Linked DNA regions of Siniperca chuatsi: region 1 is linked to region 2. Evidence: chromatin contacts called from public Hi-C data. All regions are on one chromosome and are shown on one strand. Each heading gives the region's core, a stretch centred on a gene start, on an enhancer-like site or on the middle of the called end of the contact. The rest is flanking DNA. Distances are from core to core; before and after follow the strand shown. Region 1 holds the start of LOC122862732 (N-lysine methyltransferase SMYD2-B-like). Region 2 overlaps rps6kc1 (ribosomal protein S6 kinase delta-1).

What was found. Hi-C and Micro-C count contacts between places; a contact is called where the count stands out from the background.
Region 1: a contact with region 2 is called in a Hi-C map of skeletal muscle, with 3 times the contacts expected there. The contact joins the promoter of LOC122862732 here to the enhancer-like site in region 2. A contact is called at or near these places in 2 of 3 Hi-C or Micro-C datasets (liver and skeletal muscle).

Annotation. Positions count from the first base shown.
Region 1 is chrLG16:15,350,386-15,354,014 of ASM2008510v1, reverse strand. It overlaps LOC122862732 (N-lysine methyltransferase SMYD2-B-like), which reads right to left and starts at 2,037. Exons shown (of 12, transcript XM_044168339.1): 1 at 1,581-2,037. The coding sequence starts at 1,876.
Region 2 is chrLG16:15,212,037-15,215,816 of ASM2008510v1, reverse strand. The region is part of intron 13 of rps6kc1 (ribosomal protein S6 kinase delta-1); the gene reads right to left. Among protein-coding and RNA genes, the nearest start is that of rps6kc1, 16 kb to the right of the region's middle. Within about 2 kb of position 1,871, the one cell type or tissue checked has an H3K27ac peak away from gene starts, as active enhancers do. A contact at or near this core is called in liver, where this site is marked.

The DNA of each region.
Region 1 (3,629 bases), core at 788-3,287, 140 kb before region 2:
CGTAACTGATAGCAATGAAGGGCTTTAAAACATTCTGTGGTATTAATAGAGCTGACCTTATGAGTGCCAGCTGTCTCTCTACCACACTGAAACAGTAAAGCAGTACATAGTTCCACCCCAAAAAGTTTTGAGACATTTACTGTTGGTAGTCATGCCAAGTCCAACAAACTGGTTAGTGATGGGTGAACACGACAGTCTAAAGCTGGGAACACACTACACTGCACTCTACACACAGTGACCAATTAAAGACCAAACATGTTTGATCCTCTATGATAAAATTATGTGTTGTCTATAACTGTATCTGCAAAAGTCTTCTAAATACACAAATGGCATCTCCTGAAGCTGTTTTCTAACTTACAGCAAATTGAATGGCTGTCATATGATCTTAAAGGTCTCCTTTTGCGATGTCAAGGTCTATTTATGCAAGACTAAGGTCACATTTAAGGTAGGTTAGGCTGGGTTGCTTCAGGATAAAAAAGGAGGTCACAACAAGAGCTTGGATTGGGGTAAGACTAAGGTACGAGGTAGGGTTACAGCGGTTTACAATAGACAAAAAAAGGAAGTGATACTTTCCAAACATCTGCTTTTTGTCACCTGATAGCTGAGGATCAGCACTGGACAATACAACAAATATCACTGCACAGAATCCAAACTGTGCACATAATTAAACTGCTGCAACTTTTCACATCATCTCTCAGTACTTCAATATCATTTAAGGAGTCAAAGAGGACAAATTATGGTAACTTCAAAATAAGTCATCCATAATGAATCTCACAGAATCTTCCTAAATAAAAATTTAAAAATAAATTTAAATAAAAAAGATTTCACACCATTGGGAGCCAATATGGACAATAACTAATTTCTCAATGTTAAACATAACAAATATATAAACTGCTGCTGCAAGCGGGATGATGTCTTACATAACAGTACTGAAAAAAGGTGTGTGTATGCAGTGCAACCAGTTGCATCCATACCAACCTGTAGACTACAGGACAAAGACAATTATTAGACATGAGATTTGATTAGAATGTAACTGATTGTTATCATGATTACTATAACAGCTCTACTATAACACATCCAGGCAAACAAACACAATCAAGAGATGAATGACTGCCTGGATGCTACGAAAATGTTCAGCATTCATATAGGCCTACTCCCAGAGCGGGCCAGAGACGGTATGCAGAAATGTGGAACAGGATATAAATGAACCACCATTCAGAAAGATGAGCAAGATAACCAAAATAGATTTTATGGAGTGACACATTTATGACAAAGAGCCCATGTGGTACTTTATGGTGGCCAATACATATTAAGACTCACTAATAAACTGATCTGGTTCGCAGTTAAAGAGATTGGCGTCTTAAACTTATTCAGATCTAATAAGAAATAAATCATAGGCAATGAGGTGTTGCAGGATATGCAGCCACATGATGTCAGGTGTCATCACAAAGGTTGTACAGTATTTGATACAGGCAAAAGTGCTCAGATGAGACTCTTTATGAACTGGATCAAGTAATGCTTAGAGAGAAAATGAAATACGTTGTCACAACATGCAGGGATAAAAATAACCAGTCACTTACCTGGTGAAGCAGCACTCGCAGTAGCAGCCTCTCTCCTTTACTGACAGCACATAAGAGTACGCCTGGCAGGAAAACAGCAGCTCTCCAACTTTAAAGCGTCTGGTAACACGGAGACCTCGCCCTTTCCCCGGACTGTCAAACCTCTCAATTCCCTCGATGTTGCCCGTCATTGTGCCTCCTTCGGGTTGTCTTCCTCCAAAATGACTCATAAGGACCCGGGAGAGAAGTGTGGGATGTGACACCCCGGCTCTACGTGTTGGGGCGTCACCCTCCCCAATAATAGTTCCTAATGGCATCCAAAGGCGCAGGATGAGCCCATATGCAAACTACGAAAACATTAAAACTTTTTCCTGTGACCGACAAACTTTCTACTCTTTTTTAAATAGCACCCAATAATTGATTTAGAGAAACATATAGAGTGATTTTACAACTGTTAAATAACATTTTTGGTGGGTCTGGGGCTAGGTGGCCAGTGCTGCTATGGCAACAAGACGCCATTGTGCCCCCCCTCCACAATGCAGCAGCTTTCTCTCGGAAACCAATGCAAACAGAGACTCCCTCACTATCCAAAATAGTGACACTATAATATATATAATATAGACACTGTGATTTTAATTAAAATACTGCATAATTACCTTTGTCAAATAACTAGCAATTCTTATTATGTTGTTTCCCCAAGTTTTCATTGAGTTTCCACAAGTGAGTGAAACAGCGCCCTTAGCGGCTGCTCTGTGTGGTTAACGATGATATATATTACACTAAGCGTTAAGGCAAATATGTAGTAAGAAGTTGATTTGGAAAGTAGTATCAAACACTCAGATGCGGTCATTGTGGGATAGTGAATGGGTCATAAGAAACTATTATGTGAATTGGGAAGCCAGTCATACTCTAGTCTCATAATAAACAATAGAAAACTAACATAATTTAAATTAAGCAACCAGGAGCGTTGGCTAGCTTGTTTTCCAGTGATGCTAACAATATCAACTAGGTTAACTGTGTTTTTTAAGACTAGTCAGGTAGCTAACAGTGATGGAGAGAGGAGATGAGGAGTTCTTTCAATTAATAATCATAGCAACAAGTACAGTGGGACTTTTAATAAATGAAACAACCGGGAAAGTTTGTTTGTCAGTGTTGCTAATCAGCTAACTGTGTTATTGTAAGGCTTGTTAGCTAGCAGTGATGGAGAGAGAAGATGAGGAGTTCTGTAAACAAACAATCACAGCAACAAGTGCAGTGGGACTATATGACATGGATATTCACCACCTCATCTCCATGAAAGGATGGGCTTCAGCGTCAAATAATGTGAGTCAGATAAATCCACCCTCTTTCTGCCTCTTTCTGTGTCTATCTGTCTCTGTCTGTCTCTTTGCACGCTATTTTTCCGATGGTTAAATGTGTCTCTCGGGCTGTCTGTGTGTATTTAACCACTTTTTGTGTAGTTGTTAACATTATGAGATTGTGTTATGTAACTTAGCCTACTGTACCTTGTTTGCAAAGCTGTTGTGTTATTGATGCTATTTAGGCTACATAGACACAGCTGCAAGGACATAGTCTGCAGGGGCTTTGAATAATTTCCCCAATTTTGCATGTATTGGTTGTTCAGTCACTTGATGGTGTGTGGTAATGAGCCTGTGGACGTCTGCTTGTTGCTTGTGAGAATTTCTTCATCTGTGCTTCTATGAGTCATTATATTGTAGCCCTTGTAGGCTGTTTTTGTATGCCAAGCAGTTCATTATGCGTTGATACCTTCTGATGTGAACATGAACTAAATCTGTGAATGTTTCTAATGTTCAATATTTTAGTATTCAATCTGTACCTGTTTCAAGTATAAGCTTTGTTGTACTGTATATCTTTTTTATATGCTAAGACGATACTCAACAAACACTGTGTAAGTCATGTATCTATGATATGTGCATTGCTTCTTTTTGATGTGATTTGTTGTATTCCACCACAGTGAAAGAGTACTATAAATTTGAATTTGTTTACTTTTTTATGAATTACCACATTGTTTCTACTTTATCTCCTAAGATGACCTGTTTGACTTCTAAA
Region 2 (3,780 bases), core at 622-3,121:
AGGTTAGAGAGGGCTATGATACGACTTGGACGTTTCGTATACAAATACACACACACACACACACACACACACACACACACACACACACACACACACACACACACACAGCCAACTGAGCAACCAGACTTCAGGGCTCCCCAGGACTGCTGTTTTGACAGCCAAGGAGAGAAGATCGTCATTGAACAGACTAGTGATACCTGCGTAGTTATGAGCTGGAGGGAAATACTGGACACACACAGACAACACACATACATACACACGCACGCACGCACACGTCTCAGAGCAAGGTCGATGTCATCACAATGGATTAATGTCTAAGGAGCTGCAGGGAGAGTACAGTGGAGCTGGCTACACTTACCGCTCTGTCAGAGCGAGGCAGGGAGAAAGTGAGATAGAAAGAGAAAGAGGACGGGAAGGGAGAATTAACTGCATCCACAGGCCATAGGTCATTCAACCCCACTGTTGCACTGCACTGTGTGATGTGTACATTTTCAAATTTGATCATACCTTTACTAAGCTAGCATTTTCTTTCTTGAACAGCACAGGAAACACTAAAAATTTAATCATGAGAATTCTAAGAAAACAAAAGGATACTGAGGAGTTCAGATACACAACAATACAGTGTGTTCACCTCATGGCCTCTTCTTCTTCCCTTTCCCTTCAACAATGCAGTTCCCTCCTGCTTTGTATCTTAATCACACTCCATCTCCTCTCTCCTGGGGGCCATAAGGAACTTTCTCTCTTCTCCTCTTAGACCGACTTCCCTAAAAACTTAACTGACAGTCATTGTTGAAAGAGGAAGTAAAGTGTATGCAGGTAGGAAGTAAGGAGGGATCGGTGTATCATGTCCCAAGACTGTGTGTGTGTGTGTGTGTGTGTCTTATGAGCTGGGAAGGCTCTGTTGATAAATGTTGACAAATCCCATGACTCATCTTCATTATGCGGACAGAGTAAGAATATTCAAATAATAAAGAACTTTCAAAAAGGTACTTTCAGGGCACAATTTCTTACTTGAAAATCTCTTCGAAACAATGATATGACAGCTCTGTGTAAAAAGAGGAACTAAACTTTATCTTCCAACAGATCATCCTGTGGCTGAGCAGGTAAAAGAACAAAACGGTGAAAGTTAACAGTGAGTATGATGATGAAGTCCTCAGTAACTGACTTGTTACCTCAGAGGGGAAGAATATTGAATTTCCCTTTTCTTAGACGTTGAAGACAATCGGTTTTGGACTTGCTTCCCTCTCAACAGAACAATAAACAATTTCTGTTCAAATTAGGTTGTGTCACACTGTTACTCCACAGCTTGTTTTTTGTCTTATTAGAGAACAAAACATTAGCCATCTGATGTTTATCAGTAATGACGGAATGGTGAGAAAGTAAATAAGCAGAAGTGCAGAATAAATAGATACACTGTTGCTGTATTTTCCGAGTTCACTCCCGTGTTTTTTGGGTGTGAATGTGTGCGTTTTAAAAACATGTTTCCCTCCTTCTTAAACAGACACACACACACACACACACACACATACGGTCACAGCAGGCCCCCTGCTAGCTTTCTGGCAAACAGTCATAAATCTGTCATCAGGAATGAAGCCATCGCTAGAGCTGACCCTGTCTGGATAAACAGCAATGCATAACAAGGGCAGGAGAGACACACACTCACTAACCTCTGCGTTACTAAGTGTGTGTGTTCACAAGCACATACATCTACAGATACATCTACCAAACGCAGGGATTTGCAGGTACGCAATAAATACAAGCAAGCAAAATAGGTGATAGCCATTACTTTGTAATATATCTGAATTTACAACATCAAAGAAAGATGGACATAAGAGACACACAAGAAAAAGAGAAAAAGTTGCTAATGTTTGAGTAGGACAGTCAATAGATGTGGACGTGGTACTATCACTCAACAACAGCATAACACACCCCCTGCTGGTTGCTAATATGTATTACATCCATTGATCCACATGGGATCAACAGTCGTTTAACTAACAAAACCTTTCACACCTGCGCTGATGTCAGTTCTGTTCCACTTCATTTCACTAAGGCGCTGGCTTTTATCCCCAACATTTAACATTCTTTTACTGGGCATCTTTTGCTGTAAAATATTTTTGATTATTTGTGTGAGTTGAATGCAAGCACCACCCAAATGTGATTCAAAGAGCACCACCACTGATTTTTATTGTGTTAGGAGCTACTGTAGATGATGTGCAACTTTTACATAAAGCCATGCTTCTGATTTTATTGCCGCCTCCAGCTCCTCTCGTCATCCACAGACACTGTGTCCAACATTGTTTATACTTGTATTTGTCTTAAACTACATCTTAATTTCACAGTGCTGAAAGGATTTGTCTATATATTCAGTTACAATTTTGAAAGTCAATCATTTACATCATTTGGCAAGACTGAATATTTGTTTATTTTTATGTAATTTTAAAGTGAATACCTTCCAGTTCTTTGACTGCTGGTTGGACAAGATATGACATTTGAGGACAGCACTTCTAAAAACTTGACTGATCCAGAATTGGGTTAACAGTGCTGTGATAACTGACTGTAAGTCAAGTGTATATTTAGTCAAAGTTAAAATTAAATTTGAATGCCAAATTCATTATTAAATAGACAAGATTGTTCCGCATGTTACCTTTCAAATCTACCATCCACGCACTTAGTGTGACAATCTCTCGCTGCTTGTATTAACAAGAAAATTATTACATTAATTACACAATGATTTAATGACAAACATGTTTCGGCTCAGCTACATTGTGCATAAAGCTCCTTGTGCTGAGCTCCTGTGTCTTTAGGTCATCTACCGCTGGCCACTATATGCATCTATGTGCTTCTATTTCCATTAGTAGGCTTTTAAATAAGCTGTTGCTAAGGGAAAAAATGCACACTTTGGATATTAGACAGAGCATTTGTTGCTTTCAGATTTATTACAACAGTGGCATACTGTACGTTCTAGTCACAAGGAGGATTTAAATCTGAAGTGACCTTCCTGGCTTGAGAGAGAGGATGAATATGAGTGAATAGCTTAATATAAGTGCGTGGGAGAGTGAATGGGTGTGCGGGTCATTGTGTATGTCTCAGAGTGCAGCCAGTGTTTTCAGCTACCAGTTATTCATCCTGCATATTTAAGAAGATGTAATTAAACACATAATGCATAATCTATCCAACAGCCCAAGTGTGAAGGCATATGCTTAAAGCAGCAACATATTGGAAAACTTATCCCCCCCCCACACACGGAAGTGTTAAGTAGGGACATGGTGCTGTAGTCTAGCAGCAGTTTGTTTTAGGCAGCTTGTAAACAGCATGCCAGAGCTGCCACAAGCCTGCTGGGGGCAACACATGGGGTTACTGCACTATTGGCTAACTGTTGCACAACAGCACACTCTACAGGACAAAGAGAGAATTACAACAAGATCCAGCTTCTCAAAACTGTGACTGCAAGAGTAAAAAAGATATTTCTCATTTATCCTCCAGATATTAACCACTCTGAGTGTTAATTAAAATGTAAAATAACACTGTCATGATGATTACCGTATGTATCCTTTAGATGTGGTTCCTTTAACTGCAAAAGAACAGAATGGAAAGAGCACCTTTGCATATGGATTTTTGTCAGTCTCTCTCTCTCTCTTTCTACTACTACTCGATTGGTTTGTGTATATTTGGACTGTTTATTCATGTCTGGCTATGAATGAAGGTTCTGTGACCATGGGAAAGTGGTCTACTTATGGCCATGCATGCCTGCATAGAATTAACCCCACATAAACCTCCTAA